Linked DNA regions of Drosophila melanogaster: region 2 is linked to region 1. The links are chromatin contacts, called in public Hi-C maps. All regions are on one chromosome and are shown on one strand. The core of a region is the stretch at or near the end of the contact, and the rest is flanking DNA. Distances in the headings are between cores, read along the strand shown. Region 1 holds the start of wdb (widerborst). Region 2 holds the start of Moca-cyp (Moca-cyp,).

Region 1 (6,945 bases), core at 1,567-4,066:
ACCGCTGCTCCTCCAGACGCGAGCCTTGGCAGCGCATAAGCATGTCTAGGAAGTCATCATCGGGCTGCTGCGTAGTGGTGGCGCTCCTGGCGAGCGGCCCATGTCCAATGGCTGATGGATTCGCCGACGACGGTGACTTGAGGCCAGGCAGGTTGGTGGGATCCACGAACAACGAGTTCTGCTGCACAAGCGGCTTACGCGTGGCGCCAGTGGCCACCGCCGGAGCTCCGGCGGGATTCACCTTGATCGAACAGCGCTGGTCATCCATGCGCTTCGACTGCGACCGCGAAAGCATCTCGAAAAAGTCGTCGTCTTTGGCTTTCCTGGTCGCCTGTGCTCGTAGCTTTTCCTCCTGCATGCGCTTTCCATCGGGAGTGATCTTGATCAGGTCCAACTGCTCCATGCTCTGGCGACGAACGCGCACCTGACGGGAAGCAATTAAAGTAATAAATTTAGCTATGTATCTTTCAGGGGTTTCAATTTCTCAGCATGTGCTCGAATCGAAAGTTTAACGATGTGTTTTGGTACAAAGTATAAATATTTACGCTAACATAAAGGGGCAAACACTGCAAGCAGCAGGTGTCCACTTCGAAAAATAGAACAAACGGACTGCCAGTATTGTTTAAAAATATCTCAGGAATCATTCATATTGCTTTATGTTGTTGCAGCTCGTTTCTCTTACCATTCTTCCTTGCGAGTTCTCCGATCCATCCGACTGATTTCCGCTGGCCGAGTGATCGGAGGCGGTGGATCGAGCCTCCTCCTCGGTGGGTGAAGGCTCGGAGTCGGGCATTCCGAGTAGCTTTCGTAGATCGGAGATGTTCACCCTGGCTGTGCTTTCACCCACCGGGTCGTGCAGCTCCTTGGCCAGTTGAAGATGCTGTTCCGCATACTTTAGGGCCCGCTCATGACCACCGATGGCAGAGTGGGCATTGCCCAGTGACCAGCAGGCCCTGGCCTCACCAATTCGATCGCCCAACTCCTGGGCAATGGCCAAGTGTCGATTGTGATACTCGATGGCAGTGTTGAACTCGTGCAGCAACGTGTAGGTGTTGCCCAAGCTGTAGCAACTCTGGGCCTCCACTTCGCGTTCACCCAACTCAACGGCCAAAGCCAAGGTGCGTTTGTAGTGTTCGGCGGCGTCCTCGAATTGTCCCAGGAATATGTGCGAGTTGCCAAGATTACTGTTGGCCCTTCGCTCAGCCGCGCGATCACCAAACTCTCTGGCAATGCGCAGTCGCTCCTGATGATGCTCAATGGCCGCTTGGAAATCGCCTAGTAGGTAGTAGGTATTTCCCAGATTACCACAAGCTCGACCTTGAGCACCACGATCACCCAGATCCCGCATGAGCTTCAGATTCTCCTGGTAAAACTCCACGGCACGGGTGAGCGCCTCCTTGACATCGTCGCCGAACTTTCCAGGGTTTCTCTGACCCAAGTGCTTGCCCTTGGCGTGGTAGACATTTCCTAGGTTGTAAAGAGCGCGTCCCTCGGACAGACGATCTCCCAGCTGCCTGGCCAGCGTTAGGTGCCTCTCGCAACAGATGGCCGCCTCGTCGAAGCGACCCATTACCTTGAGGGTGTTGCCCAGATTGCCAGAGGACTTGGCCTCGCCCAGTCGGTCGTTCATGCTCTTGGCCAGCGTAAGATCGTGTTTGTGGTACTGCATCGCCTTGTTGTAGTCGCCTAGGTAGAAGTAGGCGTTGCCCAGCTGGGAGTAGATGGCGGACAGAGTGCGAAGATCCTCGGTTCCGGCCTGAATGGCCGCCTGGAAGAAGGCCACGCCCGCCCGGCAGTCACCCGCCTTGCAGAGGCGTTCACCCTCGAGGGCCAGTTCCAGGCACATACTGGATCCTCCGTCGGATCCGGAACCCTGCTGGGAGTTGCCGTCGTGGGAAGTAGTTCCTCCTCCGCCCGATCCCAGTCCCAAACTGGACACATTCTCCGCGGACGCAGAGAGCGAGGACATTCTGCTGCGAAGTCTCGCCTTTTTGTCGCGATGCTCCTTTTTGAGGGGCAGGTGCTCTGAAAACTGGGAGTTGTCCACTTTGCGGCGATGTTTTGGGGTCGATCTTTGGGGTTTTTAGCTAGCCTCTGGCTGGTTTTGAACTGCTGGTGGGTAAACTTAACTGCGACAGGTGAAATTTCAGCAATTAAGCGATCTTTTGTACCGTTTTTTTGACTAATTAGTGCGTTTCTGATTCACGACCAGTGTGACCGATTGGGGTCGATGAGAATACCAAGCAGATTAGAAAGAAATACCAACTTTATATGGTATGTCGTTGGATTTAAAAATAATATCTGTTATATTTTGTTTTAAGTCAATTGAACAATTTTAAATTACTTGTTATTTTTCCCCTACAACAAAGATACTATGAAAATTATATAAATAATATGCCTTTACCTCATGACCATAGCTTACATATCAGCAATATTTAGTAGCCCAATTGGTAATATTATATATATAATTACATTGTTTGATGGTTAATGTATGCATGCCGTTTGATTTAAAACTAATTTTTTTTTAACTTTAAGAAAAAGCAGTTTAAATTCATTTATTAGAATTCGAATTAGAAATCTTATCAGATGGTTGCCCTAATTTGAGAAATGTTAGCCACTGCAAGACCATAGCTTATAAAGGATCAATACTTATGAGCCAAGCTAAAACACAATTTTATCATAGTCTTTTCTTATTTTTGTAACGTATTAGTAAAATCTAAAATATATTGGCATAGTTAACATTTATCATTTTCGGTCAACAAGCCATAGCCCTCATCCCTATCAACCGTAGTTGGTAGCCAGCACTTTTGCAGACGCGCTTTGCAACACTAATCGCTTCAAAGATGGCGTCACTTCTACGGTGTCTGTGTGAACGATTCTAGTTGCCGCTGGAGAAAATTCGTAATTCTCGCATAAAGCGCACCTGCCGGTTACCAAAATCGATTGAAAAGCGAACGTCCCATATTGCGGCGCGATAAGCGGGTGAAATTGTGGCAGTGCGTGCGCGATAGACTGTTAGAAAAGCAGTGCAAATTGGAAGTCCGGATGCTCGAAGGTGTGTGTGTGCGTCGCTTTTTTTGTGCGGTTTTCAGCTGCAGTCGGCCAACAGTGCAACGCAAACATTGTGTTCTAAATTACATAAAGCAGGGAATTTCTGCACGAAGGCAACCGAAAAAAGGACTAAAAGGAAAAAATTAGCCACACAAAAGGAGAGCGAGTGCGACAGGGAAGGAGGGATACAGAGCGAGCGAGAGGTCGATAACGATAGCCTTGTTTGGTTATCGCCCTCGATAGGAAATAAAAACGGGAGAAAAACTTGAAAGCAGCGGCGTCTTTCAGTTCGCCGGTGTGCCCGTGCGTTGGATGGTATTTTGTGGTATTTTCATTCATTTTTGGGACTGTAGTGTGACCGTGTGTGGGAGAGAGCCGCCTAAATAGAGAGCGCGACGCGCAACAACAGTTTCTGTGGTGAGTTGAAACGAAACTCACCACGCTCTCACCCAGAAATCTGGCACAGTGGTCTCGAAACAAAAGCCAAATGAGTAATCGCACCTGGGGAATCTAGCTAAATATCAGCACCAAACAATTGAAAGTCAGCTAGATGAAAACAATAACAATAGTAATACTATTCGAAGTACTAATACTAATCAATTGGAGGCAGGCTTTTCGTTTGTGTGTGCCTGCTCCCTCTCGCGTATAGTATATACCCATGTGCCAGAGAGAGCAAGCCGAAAACGAAAAGAGAGCGCGAGAGTCGGACGAAGGAAAAAAATATCGCCACAGTTGCCGTATGCCGCCTTCGTCGTCGGTTGCAAAAGATATAGAAATCTTTTATATACACACATACGCAGTCGGTTTTTAATAAATTCTGCAGCGAAAATTCCAAGCCCGAATAAAGAAGGAGAAATAAAAGGCAACTAAACAAAGCCGAGTGCAAAATTAAAGCCAAATTTCCAAGGCGAATGCAAATTTTTCAAGTGCGCAGTAAGCGGCTAAATCCCCAGACGCAATTCGGTGTTTCAAAAGTTTTAATAAATAAATAAATATGTAATTACGCTCGCAATCCAGCCAGCCCGCACACACACACGCACACACAAATACACGCACGCAATCGGTTAGAATTCGTATGAGCATATATATTTTTTACTTATATTATTTTTAGAATATCGATTTTGTGCCGCGTGCGTGTGTGTGTCTCTCTCGCACCGAGTGTGTGTGCCTGTGTGTGTGTTTGAAACATACATATTTATGATAAGTGTGTGTGTCAAGCAGTAAAATGTGTTAAGAATTATGTTCATATAGACACAAGTTACCTAATCTTACTCCTCTTACCTAAATGAGGAAAAAGGCAAAATAGATGAAAGGAATCAACAAACCGAAGTGAAGCAAAAGATAGAGCAAAGGCAACAGCGAAAAGAGCCCCATCAAAACAGCTGCGCTCTCTCACCTTTTACTCATCTTCCCATCCTCTCTCTCTACCCATTCACATTCTTACGCTTCTCCCATTCCCCAAAGTGCGCCCCACTCACTCACACACGTTCGCCATTAAAGATCTTTGTGTATTTTGCTTTGACACCGCATTTACATGTGTTGACCCCACTTGGACAACACAGCCCCCCCCCCCCCTCCCATTCGAACAACCCCCTCCACCCGCGCGATGCGTTGTGCAAAATTCTCTCGTGAACTACAGTTCTAATTCAATTATGCCAACTGCTATACACACATCCACAGTGAAAACCAGCAAGCAGCGCTAAACCGCCAGCCAAAAGCAAAGATAAAACGAGAAAAAGCATCTCCGTGACGTAGGCAAACGCGAGAGCCGAAACCGAAAACCAAAACTGAAACTGAAAAAACTGAGATATCGAGCAGACGAGAATTACAAACTCTGAAATCGAGAAAGGTATGCCAAGACCAACGGAAGTTGGCCCACAGCGAATTTGATTCAAATCGATGCCATTTTGGGCTAAAAGCTCGCTCCATTTCCGTTCCATGCCTAACCCTTGGATAACTAATGTGCCATAAATGAAACTACTAGAAATTCAAATTCAAAATGCTCAGAAAAACAGGGGTTTGAAGGAAGGAAGTCCATCAATACAATAGAATATCATTACCCCTTTCTTATTTAATTAATAGTTATTATTATCCACGAAACACGTAAACTTAAATATCAATTTATATATACTATAGCACATCAAATTGTTAAATGTGTTAAATCAAACATAATGCCAATTGCCAACGTCACCTCAATATGAAATGTCTTAACGAATTAAATAAATGTGGCCAAGGGGTTAAGCCATAACCACCGATTGAAAGTCAGGCAAATAACTGGTTCTAATTGATTGAGTGATTGCTTGAGGGGGTGGGTCAGTGGGGGGGGGGGGGGCAGAACCTGCTCGGCAAATTAACAAGTTCCAATTGATATATACGTGTGGGGACACACGAAATTCGTCGAGCCTACTCGAAATTATCATAAATGTGTCAAAATGGTAAATCAATTCGAAGGGGCAGAACAACTTTAGCTCTATATAGATATATGTAGCTGTAGCTGTCATCGCGGTGACAAGGCCCTCGATTTGCCCTGAAATTAAGCCATTATATATCGCCGCACTGATCACTTTAATTATAATCCATAATCCATGTAATCCACAAGGCAACCCAAGCACGCCCAGCGTAAAGTTCCCAAACCGAACGTGACTAGGGTGCAATTAAGTGGCGATGAAAAAAAGATCACTTAAATTTTCAGCGATTTGATTTCCAGTTTCTAGCTGACAATCGCTTTTTATTGTTCATCCAAGCGGGTTTGTGTCAACTGGCCCACTGTCTATTTGCCCGTTAACTTGGCTTTGACGTCACGGATTTCTAGCGCTTGCAGGATGCAGTCTAGAAGCAACTCCTCTTCAAATAACAGTGCGCAAAAGTAATTAAAAGTTGAGAGGGGAAAACCCTATAAATCAATACCAGGTTGCAAACTGACTTGCTGTAGATATAACAACATTTTTTTTTAGCATCCCTATTGTTATTTATGTTGTTGTGGCCAGGGCGTTTCGCTGCCAATTTCGTTGTTTGAATTCAAATTGGCAACAACCGACGAACTATAAACTATAAGATTTAATGACCCGCTTAATCTATAAGAGCAAAGTTTCTTCCCAATTCTGAAATTTTTCCACCGATTTGTCTATATTTGGCCGGCAATGAACCATTTTCCCGATGACCGACTTCTCGCTAAGACATTTTCTAGTGCATTTTCCTGGAGAGTTTTAGCTTCTGAGCAATTTTAACGAGTTAACCGAGGTAGTCAACCCAAATAAGTGTCATGCCAGCCAGTGTGTGCAACAATTTGTGAGCTCACTTATTGTGTTTTCACTGTAAAGGGGAAGAGGGGGAACGTAATGCTGCCATAAAATGCCTCCGCATACGAATGTGCGCATATGAAGCGCTCCTCCTTGTGGGCTCCCAGTGTCGGGTGAAAGACGAGAGCTCTATTATAAAATTACCAAGTCTCTGGGACATTACTATGTGCCATGTACGTACGACCTGCTTTGCGACTGTTCACCTTTTTGTCGGCGCTAAACGCTGAAAGCCAAACGCACATCTCGCTGGCGGCTTTAACTTTACAGCCTGGCCAACAAAGTTAAAGAGCGTGCTCAGAGGCAATTTGCCTTTTGGCCTGGCCATAAGTTGACTCTTTCTACGCGAATTTCCCTTATGCCCGCTGAGGCTTGGCCACCTCCTGATGGCCACTCCACTCGCTTCTGCACATCGCTGGCTGTCTGTTTTGACATAACTGACCTCACTGCGCTGTTTTCCCTCACATTTTCCTCACCTCGTTATGTACGGATTGCTGAGCCATTTTCCCAAATTTCACACGGAGGAAAAAAGTACCTGAGATACAACAAGATTCTGATTGCGCAACTGGTTTCTGCTATCTCTGAAATGCGATAAATG
Region 2 (6,945 bases), core at 1,684-4,183, 760 kb before region 1:
CTCCTCCTCGCGCATCTTGCTCTCCTCCTCAATGCGCTCCAAGTCGGACAACTTGATGGTGCGCTTCTGGGCATGCTTCCAGTGAGGTGGCGTAGTGCTGCGCGAACGACTACGCGACGGGGTGCGAAAGCGCTGTAAATGGTGTCATTTTAGAAATTGTGTGCGGAGTTACAAACAGTTTTATATACTCACAAACACTCCGCGTCCTTTGACAATGCGACCACTACGCGATGTAGGCGGTGCCTGCTTCTTTGACCAACCGAAATTGTTACGGCTGCGGTCTCGATCCTGATCTTTGCCTCGATCACGATCCTGCCCGCGTGCTCCACGCTCCTCACGATCCAGCGACTTTGATCGCTCTGCGCGCATTAGGAATTTGTTCGATACCTAAATACAGAAGAGTATAGGATGAAGGGTACATATTCAAGAACAGGAACAGAGAATCCACTTCAGTTACCTCTGGTATCTCGTTAGGATCTATCTTTGTAATTGTGACCAGCGGATGCAGTTCGCCTTCCTCGCGGTCCTCGTCATCATCCTGCGGGGTCTGGTCATGTTTTCCATTCCCGCGACTTGTTTCATTGCTGTACGAACGAAATGAAATGAAACAAATTACAAAATAACAACCACTATCACATACTCTTCGCTATCGCTTTGCGACTTCGTATCTTTGCGGCTGCGTTTTTTCTTCTTGGCCTTGCGCACGACCTTTGCTTCAGCCTCACTTTCCTCGCTGTTTGAATCTTCGGTGGCCGTGGAGCGCCTCTTGTGCTTCTTCTCCTTTTTGGCTATGTGACGAGAAGCATGTCAAGTATAATGGATATGCGAAAATGGATTACAGTCGTACCCTTTGTCTGTCTAACTAGTTCACCGCAGTTGGCAATGGCTGCATCCTGCAGCGGGCGTGAGTTCCGATCGACAGGCAAGCCCTCCAATTGGCGCACCAACTCCTGACCGGATATAACTTGGCCGAATACAACATGGATACTGCAACGAGAAAATATGACGCTATTAATCTGTTGATCTACTTAACGTGTTCAAAGCTAACTTACTTGTCCAAATGTGGCGCAGGCTGTGTTGTACTACAATGAGAAACAGAAGAAGAGAAAAATATTCTTTACACTTTGGCTAACTGGTTGTTGGGCTGCAGTAGGCAGTTGTAGTTGAAATCGGTGTTGTTGTTGTTGTTTCAGTTGTTGTTGTTGTTATTGTTGTCGGTTGTGGCGGAGACAATGTCATGTGCAACAAAGTTTAAAGGTTTCTAGGTGTGTAGGCAGAGGTGGCACACAGGATTTTGGCAAGCCACCAACCGCAAGAGCCGCTGCCGCTGGCCATGGCCAGCACATTGTCATCTGGCAGATCCATCGTGAGGATCCAGCCCAAGATTCCCGCAAAGATCCACAAGGAGCCGACAGCGAGAGAGAGAGAGATTGAGACACACACTGAGACCCAGGCCCAGGGACCAAAGACCATGGAGCTGAAAGACCTGCATCGTCTTTCGCTTGGTTTTTGGACCCACAGACCAAATGCACTAGGGATGCTGGGATGGCGGTGCATCGGCCGATGGAGGACAGATTGCGATGCATCTGTCCGCTGGTCAGTGGGACGCTAGCTCACACTTTAACGCCCACGGGCTAAGGCTAAATGGCAATAGATTAATGAACAACAACAGTGGTTTAAGTATAGATCAAAAAGAAGACGAAGAGAGTTTAGCTGTAATATCGGTGCCTGAAACAGAACTGAAACTAAATTTACGGCCACGTTAGTCCGGACCAGCCGGTTACGGTCCTCCGTCGAGAGCACTTACATAAAGAACTGCGAGCCATTTGTGTTCTTGCCCCGGTTGGCCATCGACAGCAGGAAGGGACGATCGTGCTTCTTTTCGAAGCTCTCATCTGGAAAGAGGAATCGGATTGTTTAAACCAAATTCACTTTAAATGTTACTTTAAAGCCCAAGAGAGATGAGCAACTCAAGTTATCTTCTAGATAACTTTTTAATGCGCATGTAATTGGATTTCCCAAAGCCGCTTCTATTTGCATATTTGTCCCATTTTCCACCCAAACGTATAATTAGCAATATGTAGATGTATGATGTGCACCATTCCCTTATCTTTCTAATGGAAATATTTGCCAAAATGTAAATTTAAATTGAGTCGCTTGAGTAAACATTTATTTTTGACATTTAAATGGGGCATTTGTACACTTTGGCTGGCATATCAAAAGCGTTTTAATTTTTTTCGACAAAGATTAAACTTAAGTAGATTATTGTAGTGCAGTTTAGATGTAATTGGCTGGAAGTTTTTAAATCTCCAAATGTGGGTGTCTGTATTTACAGTGTTTTTATTACATTTCTCCCCCTACTGACTCTTTATTAATTGCACTTTAAGTACCCTGTATATTCCCTTTCGTTTTCTGTTCTTCTTATCAGATAACCACTGTATTGATTTTTTCCCACACAAACAGCAGCACACACACACAAGCGTGTATGTATGCATGCAGGCATCGAATCGGAAGCCGGAAGAACTCACCCTCGAACGTCCCGCCGTAGATGGACTCGCCGCCGGTGCCGTTGCCCGCAGAGAAGTCGCCCGCCTGGACCATGAAGTCCTTGACCACCCGGTGGAATATCACACCCTTGTACTGCAGCTTCTTGCCGGTGATTAGGCCAAATCCCTTTTCGCCCGTGCAGAGTGCGCGGAAATTTTCGGCCGTTTTGGGCGCCACATCGTTGAAGAGCTCGAAGACAATGCGGCCCATGCCCAGGCCGCCCAGGGAAATGTCAAAGAAGCACCGCGGTCGCGTGGCACCCGCGTCGCGTTTGTTTACCGTCATTATATGCGCCGATTTCTGCCAATAAATGCTGTTTAATACGTATTTCACGCCGTTTTCGAGTTGCACAATGTCGGCGTTGCCAGCTCTACTCAGAACTAGGGATGTCAAAAACATACAGTTAGAAATATCGATGTGCAATATGCTTAGCATATTTTCGGGTATCGATATATTAATTTTAATATATATATTTTCTTAAATTTGTTAATACATACATATGTACGCTCAAATAAACGGTAAACTTTGAGCTATATATAGTCAAAATACACCATTGATTACTCTCAGCAACCAATAATCATTTTATGCTTTTTGGTATAACTTCCAAAACCTTTAGAACATGGGTTGAAAATATTATCTTCAATGCTCATATTTTTGGGAAAAACAGAATGTCGTTTAAACCAACTATGAAATGAGATCTGGCCTTTATGGTCATATTATATTAAGCTTTTTCAGACAATTTACACAGTTAACATCTTTGTATATAGCTTTAAAAGTTTATTATATTATTCAATACATAGTAAAAAAATAATTTATTAAATTACCGTTCCATCCCTGGCTGCAATACGGTCACACAAAGCCAATGTTTACATGGCAGCTCGCGTGTGGCTGTAGCTGTGTGCGTGAGCGAGAGCGCAAGAGCGGCGCGTGTGTGCGTGCGAGCGGGAGAGCAGGGCGAAGACGTGTTCTTTTCGCCGAAAAAGCAAATAATTGGGTTGGTTTATCAGAGAAAAACAAAAAAAATTCCAGCCAGTGTCGCGATAAAAACACGACAATCGCATTGCAGCCGCCTCAGAAGTGTAAGATCAGCCTCAGCTGACCGGAAAGTTAACATTGCGACGTGGAAAACCACGAATCACCAGCAAATTTCAGCAAAAGCAATCGCATTTCAGAATGTGTGGCATATTCGCGTACCTAAACTACTTGACGCCCAAGTCGCGACAGGAGGTCCTGGATCTCCTGTTGCAGGGACTGAAGCGGCTGGAGTACCGCGGCTACGACTCCACGGGCATAGCCATCGATGCGCTGAACTCTGGCGAGGCACAGTCCATAATGCTGGTGAAGCGCACCGGGAAGGTGAAGGTGCTGGAGGATGCGGTGGCGGAGGTGTGTCGCGGCCAGGACTACTCGCTGCCCATCGACACCCACATAGGCATAGCACACACGCGCTGGGCCACCCACGGTGTGCCCTCCGAGGTCAACTCGCATCCGCAGCGATCCGATGAGGATAATAGCTTTGTGGTGGTGCACAATGGCATTATAACCAACTACAAGGATGTGAAGACGCTGCTGGAGAAGCGCGGATATGTATTTGAGTCCGACACGGACACGGAGGTGATTGCCAAGCTGGTACACCACCTGTGGCAGCAGCATCCTGGCTACACTTTCGGCGAGCTCGTGGAGCAGGCCATTCAGCAGCTGGAGGGCGCCTTCGCCATCGCCTTCAAGTCGAAGCACTTCCCGGGCGAGTGCGTGGCCTCCAGGCGAGGCTCACCGCTTCTGGTGGGCATCAAGGCCAAGACCAAGCTGGCCACCGATCACATACCCATCCTGTACGCCAAGGCCCATCGGCCACATGGTCAGCCGCAGCAGCAGGCCTATCAACTATTGCCGCCCGGCGATTGCAACGCCGAGTTTCAACCGCTGGAGCGCAAGGAAGTGGAGTACTTCTTCGCCTCGGACGCATCGGCTGTTATAGAGCACACGAATCGGGTGATTTACCTGGAAGATGACGACGTGGCCGCCGTCAAGAGCGATGGCACGCTCAGCATTCATCGCCTAAACAAATCATCCGATGATCCGCACGCCCGCGAGATCATCACGCTGAAAATGGAGATCCAGCAGATCATGAAGGGCAACTACGACTACTTTATGCTGAAGGAGATCTTCGAGCAGCCGGAATCCGTGGTCAACACCATGCGCGGCAGGATGAGGTTCGATACGCAGACCGTGGTTCTGGGTGGCATCAAGGAGTACATACCGGAGATCAAGCGCTGCCGCCGCTTGATGCTAATTGCGTGCGGCACATCCTACCACAGTGCGGTGGCCACCAGGCAGCTGCTGGAGGAACTGACCGAACTGCCCGTTATGGTGGAACTGGCCTCCGATTTTCTGGACAGAAACACGCCCATTTTCCGGGACGACGTGTGCTTCTTCATCTCCCAATCGGGCGAGACAGCGGACACCCTGATGGCGCTCAGATACTGCAAGCAGCGAGGAGCGCTCATCGTGGGCGTTACCAACACGGTGGGCAGCAGCATCTGCCGCGAGTCGCACTGTGGCGTCCACATCAACGCTGGACCCGAGATCGGAGTGGCCTCCACGAAGGCCTACACCTCCCAGTTCATTTCGCTGGTTATGTTCGCCTTGGTCATGTCGGAGGATCGTCTCTCGCTGCAACAGCGCCGCTTGGAGATCATCGATGGCCTATCGCAGCTGGACGAGCACATTAGGACTGTCCTCAAGCTGAACTCGCAGGTGCAGCAGCTTGCCAAGGAGTTGTACGAGCACAAGTCGCTGCTCATTATGGGCAGGGGCTTCAACTTCGCCACCTGTTTGGAGGGCGCACTGGTAATCCATTTGATAATTTGAGCTATAATTTAATCGAATCTCATTTATGCATCGTAATGCATGCATGGGAACGTAATGATGGAAAATAACCGATGTCAACAATTCACTTAACTTGTTTATTTGCCAAGTGCACTTAAATTAATTATTATGTTTGTCCCACGCTTCATGAGCTGAATTTAATCAATTAACTTGCTCATTGCAGAAAGTCAAGGAGCTGACGTACATGCACAGCGAAGGAATCCTGGCTGGAGAACTGAAACACGGACCACTGGCCCTGGTGGACAAGGAGATGCCCGTGCTGATGATCGTGCTGCGGGATCCGGTGTACACCAAGTGCATGAATGCACTGCAGCAGGTGACGTCCCGCAAGGGCAGACCGATCCTAATCTGCGAGGAGGGCGACAACGAGACCATGTCCTTCTCCACGCGTTCGCTGCAGATCCCGAGGACCGTGGACTGCCTGCAGGGCGTGCTCACGGTGATTCCGCTCCAGCTGCTGTCCTACCACATCGCCGTGCTCCGCGGCTGCGACGTGGACTGCCCCAGGAACCTGGCCAAGTCGGTGACCGTGGAGTAGGCGCCCCAACTATCTGGCTAACTGGCTCGCACCGTCTCAAGAATTCCATTTTAGTATCTGCCTGAGAAAAACAAAACAAACCCTAGCACTTAAGTTAAAATTTTCTGGTATTTTGTCGGATCAAAATCCGAACCCTTAACCCATTTGTGCTCCTTCTGGCTGAAGCCACATATGTTTAACCCCTACATTTGTAGCTGTACTGACCCTTTGTGTTGTGGACCCACTACTTTTTGTGAATGTGCAATTGAAATATAATTATTTCCAGTTTTTCTTTAAAAGTGTTTTGCTGCTTTCAATTAAAAATGGATTGGAAAATGTTTAACCAGTAAATTTGTTTGAAAACGGGAAAAACCAAACAAAGATCTATATGTACCTCACTTTACAAAAAATGCTTATCTGACATTAAACATTTGTTTCAAATGTTTAAAAAACGAGGGCCACGTCACGTTATTGCTTACGTTATGTTAATCACGTTGTAAATTTTAGAAAAAGAAAAATTACATATATATTTAATTCTGATAAAACTAAATAAAAATAAATTCTGATAAAAATAAATGATATTCCGAGCACTTAAGTAGTGTGAAATCGATAAGCCGCATAAATTTGAATGTCCTATTTTCAATTTCAAATCAAGTGGTAAATGGGGAAAAAATAAGTTTGTTCTCGAAAAGTAATTCTTTCTGGAAGATATTTCAAAATCATATTTAAAAACAACATTAAATAAATTAAATCAGTTGCGAGCCGGTTGGGACATCTCTATTAACCGTAGCTATCACATCGGTCGATATCTATCGCAACGCAACGCAAACGAATTGAACAACAACCCTGCTCTTTTTCTTTTGGACCCGTAGAACCACATGTCTGGTAACCGATTTTGATTTTCGTTTCGGCGGTATAATGCTCCAATTAATTGACTAATTGCGGTTAATTGACAAGACAAGTGAACGGCGCAAGTACGGTGCAACCAATAA

Evidence for each region. Hi-C and Micro-C count contacts between places; a contact is called where the count stands out from the background.
Region 2: a Hi-C map of the Kc167 cell line shows a contact between it and region 1, with 2.1 times the contacts expected there. The contact joins the promoter of Moca-cyp here to the promoter of wdb in region 1. A contact is called at or near these places in 2 of 107 Hi-C or Micro-C datasets (the Kc167 cell line and cellular blastoderm embryo).

Annotation. Positions count from the first base shown.
Region 1 is chr3R:27,578,112-27,585,056 of dm6, reverse strand. wdb (widerborst) reads left to right here and starts at 2,816. Exons shown (of 9, transcript NM_170340.2): 1 at 2,816-3,468. It overlaps pins (partner of inscuteable), which reads right to left and starts at 2,217. Exons shown (of 2, transcript NM_080260.4): 1 at 683-2,217; 2 at 1-424. The coding sequence starts at 1,969.
Region 2 is chr3R:28,336,322-28,343,266 of dm6, reverse strand. Moca-cyp (Moca-cyp,) reads right to left here and starts at 2,933. Exons shown (of 8, transcript NM_170367.3): 1 at 2,529-2,933; 2 at 1,808-1,895; 3 at 1,053-1,082; 4 at 848-987; 5 at 641-788; 6 at 458-584; 7 at 193-387; 8 at 1-132. The coding sequence starts at 2,832. Gfat2 (Glutamine:fructose-6-phosphate aminotransferase 2) reads left to right here and starts at 3,502. Exons shown (of 2, transcript NM_143360.4): 1 at 3,502-5,397; 2 at 5,600-6,248. The coding sequence starts at 3,721. The coding sequence ends at 5,974. larp (La related protein) reads left to right here and starts at 6,827. Exons shown (of 7, transcript NM_170365.4): 1 at 6,827-6,945. It also overlaps asRNA:CR46104 and asRNA:CR46105.